Linked DNA regions of Mus musculus: all the other regions are linked to region 3. A link is a contact called in public ChIA-PET data. All regions are on one chromosome and are shown on one strand. Each heading gives the region's core, a stretch centred on a gene start, on an enhancer-like site or on the middle of the called end of the contact. The rest is flanking DNA. Distances are from core to core; before and after follow the strand shown. Region 1 holds the start of Oas3 (2'-5' oligoadenylate synthetase 3). Region 2 holds the start of Oas1c (2'-5' oligoadenylate synthetase 1C). Region 3 holds the start of Naa25 (N(alpha)-acetyltransferase 25, NatB auxiliary subunit).

What was found. ChIA-PET counts read pairs in DNA pulled down with a chosen protein or histone mark.
Region 1: a contact with region 3 is called in an RNA polymerase II ChIA-PET map of memory CD8 T cells, with 11 read pairs. The contact joins the promoter of Oas3 here to the promoter of Naa25 in region 3. A contact is called at or near these places in 1 of 115 datasets of contacts at active chromatin or transcription factors (memory CD8 T cells) and 1 of 9 other capture datasets (embryonic stem cells).
Region 2: a contact with region 3 is called in an RNA polymerase II ChIA-PET map of memory CD8 T cells, with 10 read pairs. The contact joins the promoter of Oas1c here to the promoter of Naa25 in region 3. A contact is called at or near these places in 2 of 39 promoter capture datasets (cranial neural crest and hippocampal neurons) and 1 of 115 datasets of contacts at active chromatin or transcription factors (memory CD8 T cells).

Annotation. Positions count from the first base shown.
Region 1 is chr5:120,776,049-120,780,121 of GRCm38.p6, reverse strand. It overlaps Oas3 (2'-5' oligoadenylate synthetase 3), which reads left to right and starts at 2,463. Exons shown (of 16, transcript NM_145226.2): 1 at 2,463-2,671. The coding sequence starts at 2,498.
Region 2 is chr5:120,810,739-120,814,499 of GRCm38.p6, reverse strand. It overlaps Oas1c (2'-5' oligoadenylate synthetase 1C), which reads left to right and starts at 1,986. Exons shown (of 7, transcript NM_033541.4): 1 at 1,986-2,066. It also overlaps the pseudogene Oas1b.
Region 3 is chr5:121,395,799-121,399,710 of GRCm38.p6, reverse strand. Naa25 (N(alpha)-acetyltransferase 25, NatB auxiliary subunit) reads right to left here and starts at 1,716. Exons shown (of 24, transcript NM_172722.4): 1 at 1,649-1,716. The coding sequence starts at 1,706.

The DNA of each region.
Region 1 (4,073 bases), core at 1,214-3,713, 620 kb after region 3:
AGATCCAATGGTGGGCATTGACTGACTACTAAAAGTGCTGAAGAGAGTCCAAGATAATTTTTCTCTGGCTTGTCAACATTCCAGCTCTCTATCACTAAGTTCTAATTAGATATTCAGCCTTGGAGAGTCTTTAGGACCCACGTGGTTTTCCTTCTTGTTCTTCCTCCCCTTTCTCAGGAAGTTCAGTTTATAAGACTCTATGGGAGGTGGGGAGGGCAGCTGACTCTACCCCGGGACCCTGGAAAGGGCTCCTGAGTTGCTCCTTGAGGCAGGGACCTCTTAGCCAAGGACAGAAGAACTCAGGACCTCCAGCCAATTGCAAAAGTGAAACAGCATGCAGGGTGCTGGGAACAGACTCAGTAAAGACCCAGAGGTGGGAACAAAACCCAAAAGAAACAGAAATAAGAGAAGCAGATGGTGTGTGAGCGACAGACCCAGAGTCACTAGGAAGGCAAAGGGGCCAGGTCCATTTCATAGGGGCTGTGGGGACAAACTGTGTAAATACGCCTGTGGCAAAGTGACAGTGTGGGTGGGGGTGAGGTTAAAGACCTTCAAGGGTCTGGGTTACAAACCACAAGTCTAGACATCAGCAGGCAGCTCCCCTCCCAGGTTGCAAGTGAGATTCTATCTTCTGCTGGGTTCTGCTGTCCTACCTCTGCCTCCACCCACCACCACCACCACCACCACCACCACCACACTCTGACCACTGACTCTGTCACAGGAGAAGCCCAGCTGCCTCAGGCCAGGACCTATCCTAATGACTGTCCTTGAGCACAGCCTCATCTCCTAATAAGATTGCACCTTGAGGTCCTGAGAGTCCTTTCTCCTCTTGAAGAAAGGCCAGGGAACATCCCAGCTCCTTGGTCCCTTCTAGACATGTGTAGATCAGTAACCCTGGACCCAGCAGATCTTACAGGAAACAAAGGTGCTAGGAGGTGGGTGGGCAGGGTGTGTCAGTCTGCACTCGCTGCTCTAAAACAGAACAGATTCCCAGGGCTCCCAGGCACAGGATGTGGCTATGACATGTGCCTTCCCCACTTATCTTTGACTGCCTAGCTGTTTGGCATAGCTCGAAACCCCCTTACTTTATTCCCCAGCTAAAGTGACCACAGGAGACTAAGGATGCCTTTGGATCCTTTCAATCCCCAGGGCCATGGCCTCTTCCAGTGAACAGAGCCAAGCTGTGTGATGACTGAGGCAGGTGATGGGTTTAGATGGCCACATCATTACACTGTCATCTAAAAAGATATTCTGTCCTGGAGTGTTCAAATCGTGCCCCCCAGACTATAGCCTATTCATATCAGTTCTCTCTCTCTCTCTCTCTCTCTCTCTCTCACACACACACACACACACACACACACACACACTGTCAGCTGTGATTAGCACTTGAAGACACTAGGTTCTCAACACACACAAACCGGACTCTCTGTTCCACACTTGTGCAGTTTTGGCTGGCAGACACACACGCACACACACATACACAGAGATGCAGACACGCATGTACACGCACACATGTGCACATGTACAGACGTATGAATACATACACAGACAGACACTCACATGCACACATACACATGTGTGAACACATATGCACATGCACGCGCACACAAGTACAGACACACATGTTCCGACACACATGCCCTACACACACACACAGACACATGCACACACACAAACACGCAGGCGTGCAGCAGAACCATCACTTGGCCTCCAATCTGAACTTGCCCTTGCTTCTGTCTTCAGCATCTCCTCCCACAAACAGGGCGCTAAGCACAGAAGCCCTCATTTCTTACCTTAGTCCTTTGTGCAGCCCCAGCCAAGGGCCTCACACTCATCAATCTGATGTCTCCTCTTGGAGCATCGTTGTGCCTCAGCAGAGCAAGGAGCAAAAAGTCAGGATGCCTGGGACTGGAAGACCTGGGTTCAGATTCTAACTCTGACAGTCATGCTGTGTGATGCTAGATGACTTACTCAACCTCTCTGTCCATCTGCCACCCTGCATACTTATGTTAAGACCACTACCAGGCATTTAATGGAGGCTCATTAATATAACCCCATTTTTACAGATGGAAAAAACTGAGGCCCAGAGAGGTTAACACAGGGCAGCACAGCAAAACAATAGATGAGAACTTGGGTGGGGAGGACTGTGGGGGGCTCTGCTTCCTCAGGCCTGGCTCTGAGGTGCTCTGTGGCAGCCTATCTTGGGTCCCCAAATAGGAGGTCAGGAAGCCTCAGGGGACCTAGGGGACCTGTGAGCCTGGTCCCCAATGTTCCCAGGCTGCCCAGAGGGTCAGAAGTCACACCAGGAGACAGCAGAACCATAAACAGATAATCTCAACAAACACCCTGAGCCTGAGTCAGGGAAGAGAGGAACTCAGCAGGGAGGAGAAAACGAAAGTGAAGGGAGGTGACTCAGGGAACACACCCACTGTCACCTCAGGAACACCCCCAAGAAGCCCTGGAGAGAAACGAAACTCTACTGAGAGTACCGGTCAACATGGACCTGTTCCACACGCCAGCCGGAGCTCTGGATAAGCTGGTGGCCCACAACCTGCACCCAGCCCCTGAGTTCACAGCAGCCGTACGGGGTGCTCTGGGGTCGCTAAACATCACCCTACAGCAGCACAGAGCCCGAGGGTCACAGAGACCAAGAGTGATAAGGATTGCCAAGGTGAGAGGGTGGGGCACCCCAGGGCAAACACCTTCAGGGTCTTCTTGAGGGATGGCTCAGGTGTTGCTATAACCAGCCAGTCTGTGGGGAAACTGAGGCATCAAAACCCAAGTTACACTTCCAGGGTAAAGGCCCAGCCAGGGCCACACTGGGTCACCTGATGGCTTCCTATGCTCTCCTAAAGGCTGTCTCATTCACTCATTCACTCAATCACTCAGACTCTAACTTCACACTGCCTGAGCCTCGCTGATCTGAGGCAGGGGGATCACGCACTCACACCCATTGGGACCCAGTCTTTGAGAAAAAGAACATGACCCGGCTAAAGCACACAGACTCCCTCACCAACATGGCACCTGAGGTAGGGATTACTGCCAGCTTTAGGAGTGGGGAAACTGAGGCTGAGTGGAGCTGAGCTGCTACTCTAAGCCACACTGTGTCACCTGGGCATCCTGCCAGGCCGCCCAAGAACCTTTGGCTTCTCAGAGAACTAGGGGGAGATAAACTCTGAGCCGCCTTAAGCCTGGTAAACCTGCTGATGCAGGGGCATCATAGGGACCTAGGAGGGGCACAGTGAGACTAGAGATTGTCCTGGGCAGGTCTCGGGTCACCTGACAGTTCCTGAGGCTGCATCTGAGCTGGAGATGTGGAAGGAGGCTTGGGTCTGGGAGACAGAGCCTGCTTCTGCATCTCAGGTGTGGCTGAATTCCTTCTAGGGAATGGGGGATGTGTATCCCTCCTCCTAAAGCCCCAGGGGTTAACAGGAAACAATCCGCCACAGGTCACTCTGGGAAACAATGAATCTATTGGTCTTCCTTACTGAGCCTAGGGAAGTGGGCCCCACTGGAAAGTCTTCACCAGCAGAGACCAGGCCTTCTGTAAGCTGCACAGGCTCTCCCCTCCTCCCAGTCTCCCAAGCGATATACCTCAGGCCAGGAACAGTTTAGGGCACAGTTGCATTAGAGAGTGGAGAGGTCCTCGGGTGAGGGTTGATGAGCAGTGAGTAATATATGAGCAGTGAGTAATATAAACATCACCAGGCCATTATTTCAGACCTAACTTGGCCCTTGTGTACTGGGGGTTACAGGTGTGGTCCACCAGAGGCTACAAAGTCTCCTTTCAACCGCCCAAAGAGGATCGGGTAGGGGTGGGGGTGGAAGGAACAGGGTTCATGGAGCAAGACCTCTTTAAACTCCTCATGGGATGGGTTTGAAAACCATAACTGAGCTAAATACAGGATGGCGGGGAAGACCCTCATTGTGCCCCTGAGATGTCAGCTGGGAACCCCCTCTCCTCTGTCGTAGAGATTTTTAATCCCAGCGTAGAGTTTCTACCCTGCCTTTGATCATTCAGCCCCCAGATAAAAGACACACACAGCCTTTATATTTACAGTAAGCCTTAAACA
Region 2 (3,761 bases), core at 737-3,236, 590 kb after region 3:
TCAAAGCTGGTGAGATTGTTAAGGAACACCACCAGGTCAGCGTCTGACCTGCCCTTGAGCGCGGTGCCTTTGCCCTGAAAGACAAGAAAGAGAATGACAAAGGACAGGGAGAGCCATGCTGGGAGGTCCAGATGCTGAACTGGAGTCCATCACCAAGGTGATAGATGGATGGATGGATGGATGGATGGTTGGATGGATGGAGCAAGCTGCTAGATGTGCAGGAGAATATTAGTCAGCCCTGAAGAGTGACATCAGAATCTATGTAGGAAAATAGAGGGTGCTGGATCTCCTCTTGATACAGAAGATAAACCACACCGTGAAGGGAAAATATCCATGTTCATCTGTGGAGTCTCTGTGTGTTCAAGTGTGTGTGTGGGGGGGGGGGCTGTGTATGGGAGTGGGGGAGAGGTCTAAATGAAACAAGCACAGAAGAGTTTGGGAAGGGTACAGTAGCACTCATGCAGTGCCCACATTAGCTGCACACATGTGACATACCATCAGAGAGTGAATCTCTGGGGAGGGTCTGGTGGGAGGTAAAGGATAGTAGAGATTGGAAGGAGACTATGACTAAATTAATACAGATATATGAGAATGTAGCCATAGTCCCATGGTTGGCATTGTTAGCTGGGAGGAAATATGCGCAAGTGACATCATTAAAGAGAAGATGGCCTTGTGTGATATAGAATAACATATAACATCATAGAGAAACTGAAAAAAACAATAAAGGTGATCCAAGTCTGTAAAACAAATATCATAAAAAGAAGAATTCATGCTGAACAAAGCCTCCCTAAATAAAATGCTTAGAATCATCACTAACACACATGAGCATCAGCTACTGTTGAGAGAGGGCATTACAAATTGTCACATCTCCGGATGGAGAGGTGGGTCAGTAGCTAAAACTGCCTGCTGTTCCTGCTGATGACCTCAGTTTAGTTCCCAGCACCCAAGCAGGCCAGCTCAGAGCCACCTATGTAACTGCAGCTCTAAGGGATCTGACACCCCCTTTTCAATTCTGACCAAACCTGCACTAACACATACAGAGCCCCACTCACAACTAAAAATGTAGAAATACAGTCAACTGAAAACAAGAAAACAACTTCATTTCTGCACCCTTCACAGAGTCTGAGAGTTAAGTACCAGTGTCATGAAATGTGATTTGACAGACAGCCCGGGAACCGAGTCCAGAGAGGGTCCATCAATCCAGTCACATAGCAGGCGAGTCCTGGTCTGTCCTCCGTGTCACATTTGACTTAGTCTATGTGACCTTATCATTCCTGGGGCGTGGAACACTGGACATGGAGAAGGTAGTTAAGTTACCCTAAGTCACACAGCAGTGCAAAGGTTGTATTACCACTGCCCCACCACCTGCCCCTCCACTTTCCAGAAAACTGCTTTGCCATTCTGGGCCTCAGTTTCCCCGACTCTGAAATGGACATGGCCTGGGAGTGGGGAACATAAACTGTAGCTGAGGCTCCTTCTCCAATACAGATGTGGGACTTGGGGGGAAGAACCCATCGCCAGCTGTGATCAGAATTAAGAGGAGGGATCAGGGTTGCAGCCTGGCTTCTGAAAGTCCTGTCCCACCTCATCTCGGCCAGCTCAGGCTGAGGAAGGCTCACCTTGACCCCTTTAGAGGCCCTCATTCGGCGGACGGGGCCCCGGAAGGATCTGTCCTTCAGGAGAGCACACAGGGCATCTATGACTTCTCTGAGGTCAGCACAGAAGCTGGTGTCCGGGAGATGGTTCTCTATGAACTTATCAAGCTTCGAGGCCGGGATGCTCCTCAGATCCTGCTCCATCCTAGGTCCAGCTTTTACCTCTGCAGCCAGCAGGTCCTGTGTCTCCTAGGCTGGCTGAAGCAGAAATGGGACTTTCAGTTTCCATTTCCCGGGAAGGGCGCGGATATGCAAATCATCCAGGCCCGAGCAGCCAATGGCGTTAGGGCTTCTGAACAGGTACCTCCCCATCCAAGCCTGAGCTTTCTTAAGATCCGGCCCAGGGAAGAATGTGTAAGGAAACTGACCTGGCTTTCTCGGGATTTCTTCTGGAAAAAAGGCTGTTACACGGTACGTTTTAGGAACAATCTGTGCACGTAGAAGAAGGGAAACGGAATCAGGAAACCACAGAAGGTGGCTGGTGGCTCCTGAGCTCGGCTTCCATCTCCTGCAAACGTTTTAGGCGGAACTGCTTTTTTTTTTTTTCTTTTTAAGAACAGCACCTCCCCAGGTTTTGTTTTTCCTTTACCTCTGGACTTGCAGGTCTAGGATTACAGACAATTCTAACAGAAAGCTCAGACTTCCCAGAAGCCCCCTCTCCTACTCACACCCTACATTTTCCCCTGTGGTGCAGGGGGTCTGGGTGAGGGTGGGGTCTGGGCATCCCCAAGGGTGAAGTACAGGCCGTACCACCAAGCTGGGGACAGTACAGGTCAGCAGTGACTATTAAAATGAGCTGTCTTTCAGGGCCCTGGCAAGGTTGAAAATCACCTTTGGGTGACATACCCAAGGCCTCATCAAAACAGTTTGATGCCCTCCAACCCCTGCCTCCATCTTCTCATCTCTTGTTTAGAGGGCAGAGAGAGGGCTCAGAGTTTAAGAGCTCGGGCTGTGCTTCCAGTTCCAATTCTGAGAACTGACATGGCAGGTCCCAAACACACACACACACACACACACACACACACATTCACATGCACACGCACAGGGCATGCACACACTAAATACACTCCTGAGCTTGCCTGTGCACATATGCACACAAATACACAAACAAGTGTATACTCACATGTGCACACCCGAGCATTAACCAGGATGTACTTCGATGAGGAAATAAAGAGTCTGGCCTTCTGCAAGAGCAGGATTGGCCTTTATGCATCTCCAGGAAGGAAGCCATTGCTAGTGGAGACTGCTCACCGGGCACAGGGAGCTCCAGGGGATTAGGGTGGAAATGGGACCTTTGGGGGTCTGCAGACCTAGTCCTGCTTCCCCAAGCTGGTGGATTTTGGTGGGGTGCTTACCCCGTTGGCCTCCCTGATCCTCACTGCACACTGACATCAGCACCATATCTCCTCCTGCAGGGAGTCACTCAGACTGCCTGGGGCTTCTAGGTCATTAGCCCTTCACATGCAGGAAAACAGGGAAGAAAAACAGCATTGTGGGTGGCCCTAGCAGTTCAGCAGGCAGAGGCTGATGCAGGAGGATGGATAGTGGAGGCTGGTCCATCCTGGGCTACACTACAGCTGGATTCACTCCAGAGTGTGAGGGGGAAAAAACCCTAAAACAGATGAAGAAATGAATGGAAAAAAAAAAAAAGGATCCTGCCCAATGCTGTGGCTGAGAGCACACTCTGGGCAGTAACACAGTTCTTTCCTTAAAGAAACAGGAGCGGGAAGTTCCACTGACCAAAGTTGTGTCATTCCAGGTCAGAGGTGAGCCCTCAGCACAAAGTGTCAGCTGCTTTAAATTCCTTTTGGTCAGCCAGGTGTAGTGTCACAGGCCTTTGATCCCAGCACTCTGGGGTCAGAGGAAGTTGGACCTCTGTGTTTTTTTTTTTTTTTTTTTTTTTTTTTTTTTTTTTGGCTAGCCTGGTCTACAGAGTGAGTTCCATGATAGTCAGAGCTCAGTGGTGAGATCCCGTCTTGAAAAATAAACAACAACAAATTGTTGTTGGTTTTTGTGAGCCACCAAATAAATCTGGGAAGTGAGCCCAGGTCCTCTGCAAGAGCATCCAGTGCCTGGCCCTCCTCTGAGCCATCTCCCCAGACCCCA
Region 3 (3,912 bases), core at 467-2,966:
ACTGTAATCCCAACAGTTGGGAGCCACAGGCAGGGGAGCTGAAAGCTTGAGTCCAGCTGGTCCACCTAAGGAGTTCAAGACCTGTTACTTAAAAAAAGAAAAGAGTACTGGGCAGTGGTAGTGCCTGCCTTTAATCCCAGCACTTGGGAAGCAGAGGCGGGCAGATGTCTGAGTTCGAGGCCAGCGAGGCCAGCCTGGTCTACAAGGTGAGTTCCAGGACAGCCAGGGCTACACAGAGAAACCCTGTCTCAAAAAAAAGGAAGGAATGAGCAGCTGGGTTTGGTGGCACCTTTAATCCCAGCACTCGGAAGGCAGAAAGCTGGTGATTTCTATGAGTTCCACGCAGTCGAGGGCTACATAGAGAGGTCTTGTTCCAGACCCAGCACCTACACCCTGGCTTACAACAGTCTGTAACTACAGATCCAGGACATCCTGATGCCCCTCTTCAAGCACCAGGAATGCACGTGGTGCACAGACATCAAACTGGCAAGCAAGAACCCACATATGTACCAATTTGCTAGAGACACAAGCACCCATTCTGCCAAGGGGAGAGGAAAACCCCTAAAAACGAAAGAGCCCAAAACCCATAGCCACACTGAAAACGTGAGGTCTGCTGTAGCCAAAAAAAAAAAAAAAAAAAAAGCACTGACCTTGATAAAGCTTCCTTCCTCATCATTACCTGAGACAAGACCATACAACCATCAACGAGGCGAGCGAGACATGGCAAAATTAAATAAAATAAATAAATAAATAAATAAGGCACCGCTTCCAATAACAGAACATCTCAGTCACTGCAAAGTGTTTTCTCTCTGACTCAGTTTGGTGATTCTTTTTATTCTATTACGGTGGGAAGATGACGATAAAGACACATCTTGAAAGCCTGCGGGGTTTGGGATGCGCGCCGTGAGGAGGGTTCAACGCAAGCAAAAGCACGAGGAAGTCAAGAGGCAGAGAATAAACCTCAGACACGGTGCTGAAAGGTTAAAAAAAACAAAAAACCTTCCATTCCAGCAGCCTGGCCGGCCGCTCCGGCAACACCAGCTCCTGCCATCTCTTGCCCGCTATTCGGGGCCCGCGACCCCCTCCCCCCCGCCTCCCACGTGTGCCCAGAACAGCTGTTCCTGCATCAGGATGGGACTCGGGTCTCAGTGACCTTGCATCAGCCCCTTCCCTTCTCCGGGTCTCAGTTTCCCCACGTGCACTTAGACTACATTCTGTAAGACAGCCCTCCCCGGATCCTCATCCTGGTACCCAGAGCAATCATCACTGGGGTATCTCCCTTCCGGAGGCGAGCGCTCCCACCGTCGCGCCTGAGCCGCTTGTCACCTGCAAGAAAAGACCGCGCGGGGGTTCCTCGGGAGCGGCTGGAATAAAACAACCTGCCGGGAGCGCTGGTCTCCAAGCGGCGGCGCGATCCGCACAGAGTTGACAGCGGCGCGCACCCACCGTTGTCTTGTCGCCTCCGGGTCCAGCGACGCCGGGGTCCGCGCCTAAGCGAGGGCGAGGCTGCGGCCTAGCGCCCCGCGCGGTCCGCCCCCTCGCCGCCCCACCCCGCGCGCGACCCCAGCGACCCTCCCTGGCCTTCGCCCGAACCGGGGCACGCTTTGTCTCGCCGCGGTGGCTAACAGACCGACTCCGGGGTACTCACCGTAAATGGGCCGGAGGCGCCGGTCGTTAGGGTCCTGCACATGGCCCCGCGTCGCCATGATGACAAGCGCAGAACCTCAGTGCGCAAGCGCTGAGCAGGCCCCCGGGAAGGGGCCGTTAAAGGGCCAGCGTCGAGCTCGCCGACCTATCGCGATAGTGGAGGGGAGGTACGGCGGAGTGCGCCTGCGTAGAAAGGGTGGCTCGCCTCTCCTTTAATTGGCGCTGTGGTTTGATTTTTTTTTTTTTTTTTTTTTTTTTTGCCTGCGGAGTCATCGGGACCCCAGGGGCGGTTGTTGTGGTTGAAGGCGTGGAGAGAGAGTGCGGTTTAATCTCACTGACTGTAACAGCTAGAAGAACCAGTTGGTTTTGGCCCTTGATGGTGAAGCAACCTGGAACTTGTTGAGTGGGAGCCCTGGGAGCGTGCTTGCCCAACAGTGAAACTGTAGAAAAAGCCTGCGAGCCCTCCTCCACCCGTTCCCTGAACTCAGTGCTGTGCGTGGCTAGACACTAGTGCAAGCTCTTTAAGTAGGTTGCTTTTAACATTCCCACGGCACTAGACGGTATAATGAGCTTTCTTTGTACAGATTTACAATTCGCACGGCCCAGAGTTATGAGTGCTATTTGGGCGGCGATAATGACAAGGAGCTAAAGGTATCCCCAGCACTCGGGAGGCAGAGGCAGGCGGATCTCCTTGAGTTCGAGGTTAGCCTGGTCTACATAATGAGTTCCAGGACAGCCAAGGCTATGTAGAGACCCTGTCCCTATAAAGAAATGGATAGAAATAAAAATAAAAAGGTTCTCCCACCAAGTGGTTGCTTGCCCTATTTGGCTGGCATTCCTCCTTGCCCCAACAATTTTTCCCTCAGTTCATGGCTCCTCTTCTCCAGCTGCATGTAACTGGATTTGGCGTTTGTAACACTTTCACAGACCAGTGAATCTTGTAGCTTTAGCGGTATGTAAGGTGTATATCCGTAACTACCGCACTGAAGGGGCTAAGACAAGAGGCTAGTAAGGGCCAGACTGGGCTAGCTACATAGGAAGACCCTGTCTCAAAAGAGAGGGAGAAGAAATGGTACATGTTTGAGCTGATTTAGCTTAGGGATTTAAACATTACACAATGTATACAAGTATGGGGCAATACATAGTACCCTGTACAGATGTATAACTGTTTGAATGTGTCCCTTACAAGTTTTAAAAGCTTACCATTGGTTATTTCATGTGTGTTTCTGTATATATGTGTGTGGGCACTCCAATACCCAAAGTGTGGAGGGTCTCTCTGTCTACCACAGTGGTTCTCAACCTGTGGTTCGTGACCCTCATTCATTCTATTTCAGATGTTTACAATTGGTAACATGAGCAAAGTTACAGTTATGAAGTAGCAATGAAATAATTTCATGGTTGGGGGTAGGGGTCACCACAACATGAGGCCCTGTGTTAAAAGGTTGCAGCTTCAGAAAGGTTGTAATCCACTGTAAAAATGTGAAAGCTGCCAGGGCATGGTGGCGCACGCCTTTAGTCCAAGCACTTGGGAGGCAGAGGCAGGTGGATTTCTGAGTTTGAGGCCAGCCTGGTCTACAGAGTGAGTTCCAGGACAGCCAGGGCTACACAGAGAAACCCTGTCTTGAAAAAGAGGAGGAAGAGGAAGGAAGGAAAAATGGAAGGAAAACAAACCAAGGTTCAGTTCCCAGCACCACAACTGTCGGTAACTTTAGTTGCAGGGAATCTGAGGCCCTCTTCTGGCCTCTGGGCACTGGATACAGGTGCTGCACAGTTAGTTGTACATGCAGACAAAATGCTTATACACATGTTTTAAATTAAAGTTTACATTCAAAATGACACACATACACACATACACACGCCTGAATCAGCACACACCCAGAGGACTTGCCTAGGCTCAGAATTTTTAACTACATAGACCCAGGCAGTACACAGAATGTTTTCAGTATTTTTGTATGTATGCATACATGTGTGGGGGTAATGAGTACCTGAAGAGGCGAGAGAAGGTGGCTGTTTGTCCTTCTCTGTCAGTCCTCATCCCATTCACCTGAGAGAGGGTCTCTCAACTGAACGTGGAGCTGGCTATTTTTTCAGCTGAGCTGGCAGCCAGCAAGTTTCTGCCGTCCTCCATTTGAAGCTACAGTAAGGCAAGCCCAGCCTTTCCCATGTGTGCTCAGGATCAGAAGCCAAGACATCATGCTTGCTTATCCAAAGCTCACACCCCTGGAGCCCGCTCCTGCCCTATTCTTTTTATGTGTACAGGCACTC